3 separate regions of the Mus musculus genome follow, and all the other regions are linked to region 3. The links are chromatin contacts, called in public Hi-C maps. All regions are on one chromosome and are shown on one strand. Each heading gives the region's core, a stretch centred on a gene start, on an enhancer-like site or on the middle of the called end of the contact. The rest is flanking DNA. Distances are from core to core; before and after follow the strand shown. Region 1 overlaps Ptgfrn (prostaglandin F2 receptor negative regulator). Region 2 overlaps Ptgfrn (prostaglandin F2 receptor negative regulator). Region 3 has its middle 4.4 kb from the start of Gm32803.

Region 1 (4,880 bases), core at 425-2,924, 200 kb after region 3:
GGAGGGTTTTTGTTCATCTCAGTGTGCAGCAGCGTGAGTCTTTGTATGGTTGGATTTACGTACATGCTTAGAAAGCATCTGTGGGATATGTGCGTATTATATAGTGTTTATATGGCGATCATACACACATATACAGATGTACATACAATGCATACATGTACATACACCACACATGCACACACCACACATGCATACATACCACACACATGCACACAAACACATACCACACAATGCACACACATATGTTCACACACATGCACACACATCACACAATGCACACACATGCACACACACATGCACACACACCACACATATGCACACACATTCACACACACATGCACACACACCACACATATGCACACACACCACACATATGCACACACATTCACACACACATGCACACACACCACACACATGCACACACATTCATACACACATGCACACACACCACACATATGCACACACATGCATATACACACGGTAAGAAAGTCTCCATCCTTCCTGTGGAATGCCTCTGTTCATCTCTTGGCAGCTTGCATGTAAGACACACCCCTCATAGATTCTCAGTATGTATTGTCCCTTTACTGTCCCCACCCCTTCCTCTCTTTGTGGGGTTGGCATAGCCTCTCCCATCGTACAACAGCATCTGCTACCCCCACTCCACTTCCAAGACTCCTCCTAGTGTTCACAGTGAAGAGAACAGACTTCCTTCACACCAGTGCTTGTTTCCAGCACCTTGTGGCTGGGTTGGTCCCAACCACAGACCGTCTGCTTGTCATCACTGTTGTAGCAGGCAGCCAGCTCTGAGCCACGTCTCAGGGTAGGACAGTGAAGCTGCTGCCTGAAGCCCATGCCACGTCTCACTGTCTGCCTCACTCAAGCCATTATTTATTATCTACCCTGTGCCAGTCATTATTCTAGAACCTGGGGCACATAAGGACATAGACACGGTCCCTTGATTCCATAGCTGACAGGTTTGACATCAGTGGAGAGAGAGTTGGCATCGGAGCCATGCCCAGCGATTGTTAAAGGCTGAAAGTTTAGGAGAGTTCACGGAAGTTGGAGAGCATTCTGCTACTTCAGACAGAGGAGCTTCGGCAGAAAGGCTAAGAAGGCAGGTGTGCTGCTTTGCTCTTTGGTGTCACTGCCAGGGTCACCCCTGGCTCTGTGCATGCCTTTCTAAAGGCTTTAGTGGCATGTCTAAGAGAGAGCCTTTCATTAAGGCGCTGAAGCACTTGGGTACCTGGTTGTTACTACCGCAAAGTGGAGTACTGTGACATCTTGGGAGCTGGGTTGAGAATATGGAGACTGGCCAGGTGTCACTTGCTGTGCTGCTTGCAGCTCATCTCGTTGACTTTGCCAGGTGCCACACTTGCTGCAGACAGGTGCCCTTCACTTTCTGTGAGGAGCTCGGCCAAGAGCTTGGTTGAAAATGTCTCAGTGAGGGACTGTTTCTAAAATTAATGGGATTAAGTACCCGTTAACCCACCAGGGTGAGGAGCCAAAGGTTTATGATGCCTTTGAGATTCTAGGACCTCACGGAGTGAGAAGTGGCCACAGGTACCACGTCATCAAGCTGGGCTGGGGATTTGGTGTGCAGGAAGCCATCTGTCCCTCTAGTCTCACATCCAGTGAGGGAGACTGACAGCCCAGAATGCTCATGGGTGGGCTGGCCCTATGTAGGCACCGGAGGAACACTGTCTGGGTGGGCGCTGTTTCAGCAGTGTGGACTCATTTAAGCTCATTAGGTCCTGAAATTCAGTAGGTTTTGTCTGGCTGAGAGGGGGTGGGTTTTCCAAGCAGATGGAAGAATGCAGGCAAAGAAATACACTGGTTTATAAGAGCTTGTTGGCTGTTTGTTTTATTTTCTGTTTTTTTTTTTTTTTTTTTTTTTTTTTTCTTGAGACAAGGTCTCCCTATGGAAACCAGGCTGGTATTGAAAGCACATGATAAATCCTAATCTGGCCTCACATTTAAGATCCTTTTTTTTTTTTTTATCTCAAGTGCTGGTATTACAGGTGTGTGCCCCCGCCACCCCCCCCCCCTTTCCTGGAAGTTGGCTTTGAATGAATAAAGAAAGCTTGCAGCTGGAGTGCAGGATGACGAGTAAGGGAGAGGGTGTGTTGCAAGCCTTTGAGAAGAGCCACACATGCCATACACGTTGTCCAACACAAAGCCATAAACTTAAAGCATACTATTTGTTTGTTTCTTTGTTTTAAGTAACTTGATCACATGGTTCCCAGATTGGACTTCATTGAGGTCATTCTATATAAAAAGGTGGGGCATGCCTGGCTACATGTAGAGTCTTTACATGGAAAAGGCTGAGTCTTGGGAAAATGTCATCTGATTAAGTCTCTCATGCCATGTGATAGAGTTGAACACAATTGTTTTTGTTTGTTTTTCAGGCTGAGACTTTCCCCGAAATGCTTTAGGTTCCTTTAATTACTTGATGTTTTTCTGGTAGCAGGACCACCCCCTCCCCCATCTGTGCTGTACCAATGCCTGTTTATAGGCCAGTAGGGGGCCTGACAATTCCTATGACTCTACACACAGTGAGTCTACACAAAGAGTTTCTGAATGCAAGGCAGTTTCATTCCTGTCTTATTAATGGCCATCTTTTCTTTAAAAGCCACACAAACTCAGAATCTTCCCATCTGATTCCTTGAATGACAAAGGCTCACACTCTGCTCTTTACTGAGCCTTATCCGGGAAGCTGGGACAGACTCCACTCCACCCCCAGTACCTTTGAACTTCAAGAACAGGTTCTAGGTCCTGCTGGAGGAGGGATGCATGAGTCAGAGGAAGACGAAAGACTGGTTTAAGAAACAGTAATACAGAATCTAACCATGTAGGGAGTCAGGGAGTGTTACCCTGGGTTCGGCTCAGGCATCTTTGTCCCTTTGCAAGTTTAAGCCTGATGCTAGCCTCTTTTCTCTTTAGATGTGTGGCTCAGAGAGAAGCAGGTGTTCACACAGAACTTGGCAGGCAGTGCTGGCCAGTTTGTAGGTGGAGAGGATTGAGCATGGCTGAGTGGCGAGGGATGCTAGGCAGTGCCTGGTCTCCAGCAGCTGTTCATTTTATAGAATGTGCTCAAGTAATCCTTGTGGATGAATAGCTGGTGCCTCAGCCTTGTCTGTGGTCCATGGTCAGAGAGACATTTTAAATCATCTTGTGTTTATTGGGTTATTCTGTCTAGTCAACGGTACAGCTTGCCTCAAGGTGGGTTTTTTTGTTTGTTTGTTTGTTTGTTTGTTTGTTTTTTTGCATCTCCTTAAAAAAAGAAAATTATCATTTGGTCATATGTCATTTTTGGACCTCAGTTTCCTTATTTAATCCTCTCCTGGGTGAGTACTGAATCGTGTGAGCATAGTTTCCAGACTGCAGAGAGCAGTGCTGTAACCATCCAGTGGCTCTTCTGGTTGGTACCAAGTCCTTAAGGGCATAGATTCAGCACTTGGTTTGCTCTGTTAGGTTAAGTTCCAGTAGGGAGGTGGAGCTACTATGAATATTATGGGATAGGAGTTAGGTTTCACACAACTACCATAAGAGCCGAAGAAGTGAGGTTGAAAGGGGAATCAGTTGGTCAGGAGCCAGTCACTGATTGGCCCTCCTGTGCTTGGGTGGGTGGGCAAGCAGTTGGAGTCTCCAGAGACTGTTTTGGGGATCTGAAGGATATCTACCTTATTGTTTACTTCTGTGCTGGCATCCAAGTACCCAGTGGTCTTGGCGGGTGGGGGTGGCGTCATGGAATCCATAAGAGCAACATCTGGCAAGAGACAGGAGACAAAGAGCAAAGACAAGCTGAGCTCAAGGGCTCTTCTGCTCTGTCTCCCCATGCCTTAAACTTGAGGACCACCAGAGCAGAAGGCCCTTGGCTTCCCCCTACCTCCCAAATCTTAGGTGAAGTTCTGTCCTGTCCAACACTAGCCCAGAGTTACAGGGGGAGGATGATTCGGGAGAGTAGTCTGTGCTTAGCTAAGTTGACACACTCTAAGCCCCACAGTTTCACAATGCAGCATTAAAGATTTATGGCTTCAGCCTGCCACAGTCTCTCAGAGGCCCCAGAACTGGAAGCACACTGTCAGGTTGAGTTCAGTTAGCTAACGGTCTAGTGTGTGTGTTCGTTGTGACCTGAGAGTCTGTTCCTTGGTGGTAGAGGCTCTCCATCTCTGACAGTCCTCCGTGCCATCATTGTCTGTGATGCAGGAGGTAATGGTTAGTCGAGGCAGAGAAAGCATTGGCTGGAAAGAACCCGTTAGTTCTCACTCAGGTGGATTCAAGCCTCCTTTCTCCCTTGTGACCCAAGGAACCTCGTGTGAAGGCTAAGGGATTTCTGGATATAAATGGCTACAGAGGACTGCAGGCCTGGGAACTATCACACAAGAACTATCTATTGAGAGAATCAGGTTTCACTCTCTGGACCACCCTTCTTCACCCTGTGACCTGTTAGTTACACCATCCCTTCAGCTACCTGGTGGATATTTCAACCTGTCTGGACCTCACTGGCTGTTCTTAACCTGTGGGTCTCGATCCCTTTGGGGGTTTTGTATCAAATATCCCACATATCAGATATTTACATTATGATCAGAACAGTAGCAAAATTATGGTTATGAAATGACAACAGAATAATTTTATGGTTGGGGTCACCACAACGTGAAGCACTGTGTTAAAGGGTCACAGCGTTAAGAAGGTTGGAGACTACTGCCCTACTGTGTCCTTTGGAAAATGGTTTTCGCTGGCTATTAGCTTCCCAACTCCTTCAACACAGCTGCCACCTCCAGCTCTGACTCTCATTTCCCTTCCCTGTTGTTCAGTAGAGGAGAGGACCCCGGGGTATCCCTTGGCTTCCACATGTGCTCTGGGTACCCACTCTGTGGTGG
Region 2 (4,748 bases), core at 963-3,462, 250 kb after region 3:
AGCCACATTTAGATGCTCTTGGAGCTTTAGGAATGAATTTTGAGCTTGTGTGAAAGAAGATTATGCATCTTACACATTACTGTCTTCCAGGTCCCACATTTAACGCCTCTGTGCATTCAGACACACCATCCGTCACCCGGGGAGATCTCATCAAATTGTTCTGTATCGTCACTGTGGAAGGAGCTGTGCTGGACCCAGGTACCTCCCTCCATCCTTCCTCCTTCCCCACCCCCGTTGCCTTCTGTAAACGTTCCTCCTGTCGTCTGTCACTGCCACTTGGAGTTTGAACTGTCTGTTGATCTTCACTTGTCTTAGTCAAGGTTTCTGTTACTTCAATGGAGTACTGTGACCCAAAAGCAAATTGGCTAGGAAAGGGTTTATTTGGCTTCACATCTACATTGTAGCTCATCATTGAAGGAAGTCAGGACAGGAACTCAAAACAGGGCAGGAACCTGGATGCAGAGCTGAGACAAAGGTCATGGAGTATCCCTGCTTACTGGCTTGTTCCCTATGGCTTGCTCAGCCTGCTTTCTTGTAGAAGCCATCCTGGGTTCTATAAACAGGAATGGCAACAGCCGCAATGGGCTGGGCCCTCTCCCATCAGTCACTAATTTAAGGACATGCCTTACAGCCTGATCTTCTGGAGGCATGTTCTCAACTGAGGTGCCCTCCTTTCAGATAACTGTAGCTTGTGTCCCGCTGACAAAAGACTAGCCAGCCCATCACTTTCCCTGACTCATTGCTGGCTTGGCTCTGTGAGGCTGTGTATCTGCTGGGAGATTTGAAACACTTTTCAGGACGGTCGGTCAGTAGATCTCTTCCTGGCTTGTTGTGGCCTGGTTAGAAACCCACTCACAGATCCCTCTTCCTGCTCCGTGTCATTCATCCCTTCGGTACACAGACAGAGCAGTTAAAGATGTTGGGGATAGAGCTACGGACGTGCTCAAGATCTACCCCCGAGAGCTTGCACCCGAGGCGGAATACAGAAGTGATGTCATTTATAACTTTTAGGATATCTTTGTAAAGCCTTTCCCATTCTACTGAAGAGGGAACCTTGTGCACACCCGGCCTGTCCCAAGCCATGTCCCCAGTTCTGTGAATCTTCTCTTTACCGAAAAGATTAGCCTTGCCAACAGATGCCTCAGAATCCTGGGCCCATCCCTCATGCATTCTCTGCTTGGTGCCTTAAGCAAGATGACATCCCTCTCTTATTGGCTCCTCTGGTCTTAAAGGCCTTAGGGTGTTGTCCCTGTTGCTGAGCAGGACTTTACCCACCTTTGCCTTTCCCCAACGATTCTGTGAAGAGCCTAGCTTGCTGAGGCCTGCCCTTCTCCCTTCCACCACCCACTGTGACCCTGACACTGCCCAACCCCACCCCATTCCTAGCAAAGTCATACACAAAGCTAGCCAAATTCTGTGAGTTCTCATGTGTTTCTGTGTGTAGACCTCTGGAAGCATGGCCCCAGAAGCAGGCAGCAGGTTGTTCTGTATGAAGGGACAGTGCTAATAACCAAAGATGGGGGACCCTGCAGACCTCACCGGCATCTGGGGGTAAACTACGGGGTAGCCATTATGATGGGAGTGGCTCCCTGGTTCCTTTAGGGCTTCTGTACAGCATGTGAGGCATGAGACGTCATGTAAAGTCGGGCTCTGAAGAGAGCAACTGCTGCTGTACCAAAGCTGCGAGGCGCAGAGGCACAAAGGTACCTTTGAACGTAGAAATGAAGGAAAAGGCAGGAAAGACTGCCAGGGAAAGGCAAGCAAAAACTCCTTAAAAGTTTGCATAGTGCAGTGCTGTTTGAAAGCTCATTTGTGATATACAGATATTAAACCCTCCAAATGCTCTTTCTCAGCAAATTAATAGGTCGCCAGTTGTGCCTTTCATGTAAACCTCTTTTCTCTGATGTAATTGCAAAAGCTATAGGTAGCTGGTATCTTGCAAATCACAATTTTCCAGAACTTTGCACTCTTGCTCTGTGTGGGTGGAAGATTCTGAATAATTAAACACAAATCGTAATTTCTTTCTTTTTCTTTTTTCTTTCTTTTTTTTTTTTTCTCTTTTCATTCATCCCATGGCTCTGAGAGGGAATTCTCAGTGGGAAAGTTGCATAAGTGGGCTGAGAGCCAAGGCACTGTTGTGTCACAGCAGGGTGGGAGCGGCCAAGCGTGGGTGGCACCATGGTCTGAAGCAGAGCAGAGGCAGTGTGAGTCATGGGGGGGAGGGGGGTCTCCAGAGTGTGCTGTGGGGGTGCAAGAGAATGGGGCCCAGTCACTATGCTCGGAGTACTTGGTGCCGAGGGCAGCTAAGGAGCTGGACTTTCCTGTCCTTGCTGCTCAGCCATTGCTCAGAGGCGGAGTGGCTGAGCGTTAAGGGTGTTCCGTAGCCTCTGTGAGGCATTTCACCCAGGTGAGGTGACTTCCGTGTTCTGGAAATGGTCCAGTCGGAACACATCAGCGTCTAGTACCTAACCAGGGTATGTGGTGAGATGGGTGACTCAGTACAGCAGATGCCCACAGGAGGGGCCCATATCCTTGACAAGTACCTCCCACACTTCCTTCTAGCGGCATCTACCTGTCAGCCACGTGTGGAGATGGTGGTGTGTAGCTTTATCACTATCGCTTTTATTATCACTAGTTCCCACTGGGTCCTTCTCGGGGAAACATGTCCATGCTGAGCTTGTAGCCACATGAACCTTTGAACAGAAGTCCTAAAGGAGCCAGGCACCCACCCCAATGTAATGGCTACCCAGTACTTTGCACCCAGATGCTGGGGAGGCCTGCAGGGTCTCTGGTTATTAGCACTGCCCCTTCACACAGGACAAAACCTTCCTGCCTGTCCCCCGGGCCGGGCTTCCAGGAGCCACATACAGAAACACGTGGGCTGGGAGTGGTTCTTGGCAGTCAGTGTTCGCCCACGCTGTTAGTTGGATTTTTTTTTTTTAAGTTTTTAAAGTGTATGTGTGTTTGTCTATGTGTGTCTGTACACTGTCTGTCTGTCTGTCTGTCTGTCTGTCTGTCTGTCTGTCTGTCTGACTGTGGAGGCCAGAAGAGGATAAGAGATCCCTTGGAATTGGAGCTATAAGCAGTTGTGAGCTACCTGACATGAGTGCTGAGAACTGAACCCAGGTTCTGTGAAGAGCAGTGAATGCTCTTAACCACTGAGCTATCTCTCCAGAGCCCTGTTAATTTGCATTGTGCAATAAACTAACATGGCTTGTTCAGGTCATGTGGCCAGTAGGTACTGGGATTCTGGCCCAGGCTAGCCACCTTAGCATCCTATGATGCACAAGAGAATGACGTAATGGCAGCACCTCTATGCTTTATCATTGGTAGCCACTCTAGACTCCCTGAGTTTCCCTGGGTAGCAGAGCCCACTCCGCCCTGGCACTGAGGGGGAATAGGCAGTCCACAGCACCTTCTGCATTCCCACCAAGCTGGTCTCAGAGACTTACCTGCTGAGAATTGTTTATGCTGAGGGGCCCCTGGGGCAGGTGGAGGAGAGAGGGGATCTGCTTTAGTAGTGGAGTTATCATTGGGACCTGTTTGGAAATGCCCACTTTGAGTTGAGCTCCCTTCTGTCTTACATGGGTCTGGATGACATCTGTTTGCCTTAGAATGTGTTTTTGAAGTTATTAATGTACTTTGCCTGAATGAATAACTATTGTTTTTTTGTTGTCCAGCAAAAGCTGACATATAAAAGGTCCCGGGCCAGGGTTGTAGCTCCAATAGAACACTTGCCCAGCACGGCACTGGGTTCAGTCCTCGGTGTTTTTTTTGAAAAAGGAATTTTGCCAAGCAGGTTTAAGATGTGACTGTGTTTCTGGTCCACAGTCCCCACATGCCTTCTGGATGAAACCTGAAGCTCAGTAGCTGGCTTGGGTTGGTCCAGTCAGGGTGGGGATGAGGGTCTGGGTTTAGCATGTGGCCTCAGTTTCCACATTGTGTAAATTAATCCTGTACCATCCTCTTTCTCTTCTGCCCGTTGTCGTTTATTTGAGGCTGTTAGAACCTCAGTTTCACAGAGAACTTCATGATCCACTAGCTTTACTCTCTGGGACTATTAACTGTGTTCAGTTTTCTCAGCTTGATTTTCTTTTTTTTTACCCCTCTTATTTTGAACTTAAATACTTCTACAAGGGGGAAGAAAAAAATAAAACAGCACAAACCACAGTGAACAATAAAATCCAAGCTGTCTACAACTTCAAATCTGGTACAATTTATTTTATGTGCGGTCTTTGGTTCTTCTGCGTGAAGTGCTCGGGGACCCTGCACGCCATGCCCAGCCTTCACACACAGGGCTGTCTGTGGCCCCAGATCTTCTTTCTGTGGTTCTTTAGGGTGGGAGTGGTCAGGCTAGACACACTACTATCTGTAGCTGTGTGACCTTGGCACAGGGGAGGCTGTGATATCATCACAGGCTGCTTGGAGGTTCGTACAGAACAGACCTGGCCAGGAGCGTGTAAGGGTTGCACACACAGGAGCGTGTACATCGTTTCTGCTCACACTCTGACCTCAGCATTTGGCTCCGTAATCCACAGATGACATGGCCTTCGATGTATCCTGGTTTGCGGTACACTCTTTTGGCTTGGACAAGGCTCCCGTCCTCCTCTCCTCCTTGGACCGGAAGGGAGTCGTGACGACAGGCCAGAGGGACTGGAAGAGTACTGTCAGCCTGGAGCGAGTGAGCGTGCTGGAATTCTTGCTGCAAGTGCATGGCTCTGAGGACCAGGACTTTGGCAACTACTACT
Region 3 (4,906 bases), core at 1,679-4,178:
TCAGGTCCCTCCAGTCCCTCTGCGGCAGGGGCAGGCAGGCGACTCCTTCCGGTTTACTGCCTGGATGGAAAGCTGAGCCTGGGGCAAGGAGGAAGAAAGGAGGCTGCCTGTCTGATGGCTTCCTTTCAGCTGCTGTGCACAGACTGGGGTGAAACTAATGACAGAAAGATCTAGATGCCCAGCGGGCTCTGCCTGGTAGATAATTAGGTGTTCATCGGCAGTGACGAGGTCACTCAACTTCCCGTTTGTTGGTAGCAGGTCTGAGCATCCATCTGAATGCTGGCCATTTTGCCATCTGTGACTCAAGCCACCACAACCCCAGCACCCCTGTGTATTTTGCCCGTCCCCTCATTTGGCTCCTATCTTCTTCTGTTGTGACCCCATGGCTACTTGTGTATCTCTTTTACCTATCCAAAATTTAATCCCCCTCCTTACTCTTTTGCAACATAAATGAGTTTTGGATTCCATAGTCCCCATGGCTATTAGCCTGGCTACCTGTTATTCTACAAACATCCGTACTCCCATCCCCACTCTTCCTTCAACCCCCATGTGTGACAACCATCAGTTGACACCACATTGGACATCCCCATTAAACACCCCAGGCCAACATGAGCATGGGGTGGCCATTCATCCTCCTCCCTCGATTGACACCTCTGGTTTCTCTCCTCATTATCTCTGCCTCCCTCCCACCCGCCAAACCCACTCGCCACCCCTGTCACCTAGCCTTAGGGAAGCTGACTTTGTCTGTAATCTAGGAACCACAGGTGAGGATCAGACAGAATATAGTCAGCAGGGTTCTATCCTCAAACTATCCTCCTTGGGCCAGGGTGAGCATGTGACAGATTCGGGCCAACCCCACTCAAGAGGGCATTATTGCGGACATCTAGAACAAAAAGCTTCTATTTTGTAAACATAAAACAGCTCTCACCTCAGAAGGAATAAAAGATAATTTGCCAGTCTAATATCTAATATTGGTGACCATGGCCTTGGGACATGGATTCAATCAGACAGTCTTGGACAGTGTGTTCTAATGAATGGAAATGGTTTCATAGTTACCAAAAAAACAACAACAACAACAACAAGCCATAGGTCAATGTTGAACACACTGGTGGAAGTTCAAGGCATATTCTAACAAAACAAGTACGTCTCTGTTCTAGGTTTCAGATGTTGTCTGAGGTCATTCTTATCTTTTGGGCTGGTATATGCTAGCAAACTATTAATTCATTCCAACCTGTGTCACCAATAGTCGAAGGATGTGAGGCCAGAGGTGAGCACTGAATAACTATTAAATGGACTGAAGATAGCCCAATATAAATTAGTCCTGGATCTGTAACATTGCAACTCACCACAATCTCGGGCTTCTAGTCAATTTATCAGCCATATAGAATCCGTTACACAGGTGTGGCTGCCCCACTCTACCCTCCCCAGGAACTTCAGGTCGCATTAGTCTTCTGAGAGAACTTCCAGACAGGTCTGAGCTGACAGTAGACATCTTTAGCACCATATGTGAAGAGCTGAAAATGAAGTCAGAGTAGAATACCAATAGACACGGGAGAACAGAGCTTTGATCTTACCGCCTCCACTCATGTCATGCTTGAGCCCCACCCCTGCATCTCATCCACAGGCTAATCAGGCCAGCACCACCTCTGACCCCAAGCTCTCCCTACATCTGACCTCACCCTCCTAATCCTCCCACTCAAACCCCATAGTAACCTGCATAGGGGTCTCTCTGCCTCTGCCAAGTCAGGCTTGAAAACCTGAAGTCACAGGAGACAGCTACTCTCCTCAGAACCCTAAAGACACTGCAAGAGCAGTACCCCAATCCTCAGCACCTGGCTGCTCCCCTCTGAGCAACTCTCCTAATTCTGCATCCTGTCAGCTCGCTCCATCCCCACTGGCCTCTTAGCTCCTGCCTCAGGACCTTTGCACATGCCATTCTGTCTCTCAGCCATGGTCTCCCACAAGTGGCAGTATGGCTGGCTCCCATTTGCCACATAGGCTTCAGGTGAGCCATTGAGACCATGTCTGCCTAACATGGAACCCTCTTGCCACTCCAACCCTTGGCTTTGCTTCGTCTCTCTAGAACACCTTACCATTACCTGACAGACTCATATTTACATCTGTGTGGCTATACCCACTCATCAGCACCCTTAGAACGTGTGGGCTCGTCTTCTTTGCTAATGAATATAGAAACTTCTAGAACACCTCCTGGCACCAGGCAGGCTCTCAGTAAAGCACCATCAATTGATTGGTTGGGTGAATTAAAGGCTCTTGTCCTTAGTTTGAGTGAGGCATTTTAAACTGGGTTCCTGCCACAGGCAGACAAAAGCATTCCAGTACAGAATTCAGTTAAGATTTGCTTTAAACGTGGGCAGATGAACAGCTTAGCTTTGGCTGGGTTTAAGTGACATCTCCATAGCAGACGCGAGTGCACCTGCCCGGCTGAGTCCCAAGATTCTTATATATCCCTGTTCTCCTTGGATCCTCATGTAGTTTTGCAAGACACACGCGGTCCATGCTGCCTGCCCCTCACGTGACAGGGAACGTGAGTGTGGTCTGGCTAAACAGCAGAGCCCCTGTTGCTTTGTCCCCAGCCCACAGTTCTGTTTCTGCATTTCTATCCACAGTCTCACGGCTTCACCATGTGGCTCTCCCCAACAGCCCGAGGGGAACACAATGAAACCCTGTCGCTTGCAGTCTCTATTTATCTGGCATTTCCAATCCCCTCTCCTCGGAAAGCCAATAACATTCTGAATTTTTCCCACAAGAGATTGTGGGCTCTTTGGGAAGGAGAAAAACAAGCAGATGGTTCTCAGGAAACCGGATCTGTGCTGTGAGATCAAAATTTCCCCTTCTGTAAACCAGCCCTTTGCAGAACGTTCTTCAAACCGCGGACAACAGACCTTCATGTGCTCCAGCCTTAAGTGGCCACGGTATGCGGCAGACTCCTCTGCCAGCCCCTCGCTCCCAGCCAGAGCAGCTTGCCCTTCCTCAGCTAGTCCCCACAGGCCAAATTAGCTCTTGTTTAAGTTCCCTCCCCTTGCCAGCCCCCAGCGGACATGCGCAGGCTTATCTGTTTTCACACGTAATGGATCGAACAGCAGGGGCTTCTTGCTGGAAACTGTTTTCTAGGCTGCAAAAGGCTACAGAAAACCACGAAGCTGCTAACACAGTTCAGAACTTACTAATACACACTTGGCAGGAGCTGGCACAGGATACTGCCCCATGACCATGGAGAGGGACAGATGACAGCTCTCGGTGGTGGTAGTTTTAGGATTGGACCCCTTATCCGGGGACTTTCTGTATTGCTAGTTCTTTTTGATGAGGCTCAGAGATGCACAAGTGGCTTCTACATGAGGTCACAATGTCAAATACTATTGGGGCTCCCTACTGATTCCAAACTAGGATCTACAATAGACCTAAGTCCCATTTTTCTGGTGTTTGTTTGGGAAATCAGGATAATCTATTAAGGAGTAGCTTATGCTGCTTCGTAACCATAAACGATGAAACGGTTTTGTGGACTTTTAGCCACCCCACAGAATGCATCTTTGTAATGGGGAAAAAGGTTGTGTCTGTGCCCACAGTCATAAATCTGCTGTACTGAGCTGAGGCTCAGCTAGAGGTCATGGTCCCTTGCCCCTTGGCTCCGATGCCTTAACCATTGGTAACAGCCTGGTCTCTCTTGAGAGAAAAACAAACCTCAGCACTCAGCCTTGGTCTCAGTATGCCTTCATTTCTGTGGTCTTATTTTATATTGAGTGGTGGAATCCTCCGACTTTTATCCAGGCTGTCTTATTTGTTTGCTAATTTATTCACTTGTCGTTACAGGATTTCTGTAAGACTTGGGGGAATTTCACAGAAAGGAGAACTTAGAGCCCTCCTAGAGACAGGGTGGATGCAAGGTGGGGCTCCCAGGGGTGCAGAGAGACTCAGGGGTTCCCTGGCTTTCCCTTCTTAAGAGGATTTTGAAAGAGCTGAGAACAGAAGCCACCTGCATTATCTGATAACGGGTGTGTAATGGGTAGACGAGAGAAAACAGATGGGAAAGCGCAACTCAAATGGTGGAATGACAGGGGCAGGGCGGCTCGTTTGGTAAAACTCTTGCCCTGTAAGTATAAAGACCTGAGTTTGGTCCTCAGAACCTGGGTGGAAACACTGGTTGTTAATGTGCACTTAATGTCCTGCTCCAGGGAGGGGAGGGGAGGCCTGAGTCTGGCTGGCCAGCAGACTAACTTACTTAAGGAGCTCCGGGTAACGTAGAGACTTTGTTTTAAAGTAGGTAGATGGCTTTCCGGAGGATGGATTCCTAAGAGTTCTCTGGCTTGCACATGTGCATTTAAAACAACCCCCACCTACCCTGTGTGTACACGTGTGTGCATGCACGAGCACACACACACACACACACACACGCACACACACACACACACACACACACGAATCCAGTAGAAGCCAGATGTTTGTTTCTTAGACTGTATAAAAACATGGGATTATAAAAAGCATGAGTTCAGGGAAAGTGTGACTCCAAATCAAACAAGAGGCACGGACATGGTGGATCAAGACTAGAGAAGCAACCCCGAGGACATTGGGCCTCAAGGGGCTGGGGAGAGCACTAGGAACACTGGGTGCTTTTTAGAGGACCTGGGTTTTTTTCCCAGCACCCACATGGTGGCTTATAACAATCTGTAATTCCATTCCATTATCATAGCAGGAATGGAGGGAGGTATACCAGATAGCCCATACCAGACAATGCTGGGTAGAGCCCTTGGTGTGCTGGGGGTAAACTTGTGCCCTACGTCTCAACCAAAGCTGCGTTGAGAAGCAGATACCACCATCCCAGGTGAGACAGATACTGTTCCATCAACCTTGATACAAAGGAAAAGCTAAAACTTAGGTCACACAGCACTTG

The links. A called contact is a pair of places that touch in the nucleus more often than the background predicts.
Region 1: a contact with region 3 is called in a Hi-C map of cerebral cortex, with 2.4 times the contacts expected there. The contact joins two enhancer-like sites. A contact is called at or near these places in 8 of 39 promoter capture datasets (the 3T3-L1 cell line, the C10 cell line, embryonic stem cells and 3 more), 2 of 15 datasets of contacts at CTCF or cohesin (embryonic stem cells and pro-B cells), 35 of 484 Hi-C or Micro-C datasets (3T3-L1-derived adipocytes, B cells, CD4 T cells and 24 more), 20 of 115 datasets of contacts at active chromatin or transcription factors (the SCID.adh cell line, bone marrow-derived macrophages, effector CD8 T cells and 13 more) and 2 of 9 other capture datasets (adipose tissue and liver).
Region 2: a Hi-C map of muscle stem cells shows a contact between it and region 3, with 4 times the contacts expected there. The contact joins two enhancer-like sites. A contact is called at or near these places in 10 of 39 promoter capture datasets (the C10 cell line, cranial neural crest, embryonic stem cells and 6 more), 1 of 15 datasets of contacts at CTCF or cohesin (embryonic stem cells), 9 of 484 Hi-C or Micro-C datasets (CD8 T cells, bone marrow-derived macrophages, cortical neurons and 6 more), 16 of 115 datasets of contacts at active chromatin or transcription factors (CD8 T cells, the SCID.adh cell line, T-cell acute lymphoblastic leukemia and 10 more) and 4 of 9 other capture datasets (adipose tissue, embryonic stem cells, liver and 1 more).

Annotation. Positions count from the first base shown.
Region 1 is chr3:101,094,090-101,098,969 of GRCm38.p6, reverse strand. All of the region lies in intron 1 of Ptgfrn (prostaglandin F2 receptor negative regulator), which reads left to right. Among named protein-coding and RNA genes, the nearest start is that of Gm52612, 12 kb to the left of the region's middle. Within about 2 kb of position 1,674, at least 34 of the 459 cell types and tissues checked have an H3K27ac peak or open chromatin away from gene starts, as enhancers often do. A contact at or near this core is called in the SCID.adh cell line, cerebral cortex, embryonic basal ganglia and 2 more, where this site is marked.
Region 2 is chr3:101,045,540-101,050,287 of GRCm38.p6, reverse strand. It overlaps Ptgfrn (prostaglandin F2 receptor negative regulator), which reads left to right. Exons shown (of 9, transcript NM_011197.3): 7 at 91-198; 8 at 4,539-4,748. Among named protein-coding and RNA genes, the nearest start is that of Cd101, 18 kb to the right of the region's middle. Within about 2 kb of position 2,212, at least 107 of the 459 cell types and tissues checked have an H3K27ac peak or open chromatin away from gene starts, as enhancers often do. A contact at or near this core is called in CD8 T cells, adipose tissue, cortical neurons and 2 more, where this site is marked.
Region 3 is chr3:101,298,508-101,303,413 of GRCm38.p6, reverse strand. No RefSeq gene overlaps it. Among named protein-coding and RNA genes, the nearest start is that of Gm32803, 4.4 kb to the right of the region's middle. Within about 2 kb of position 2,928, at least 80 of the 459 cell types and tissues checked have an H3K27ac peak or open chromatin away from gene starts, as enhancers often do. A contact at or near this core is called in CD8 T cells, the SCID.adh cell line, adipose tissue and 6 more, where this site is marked.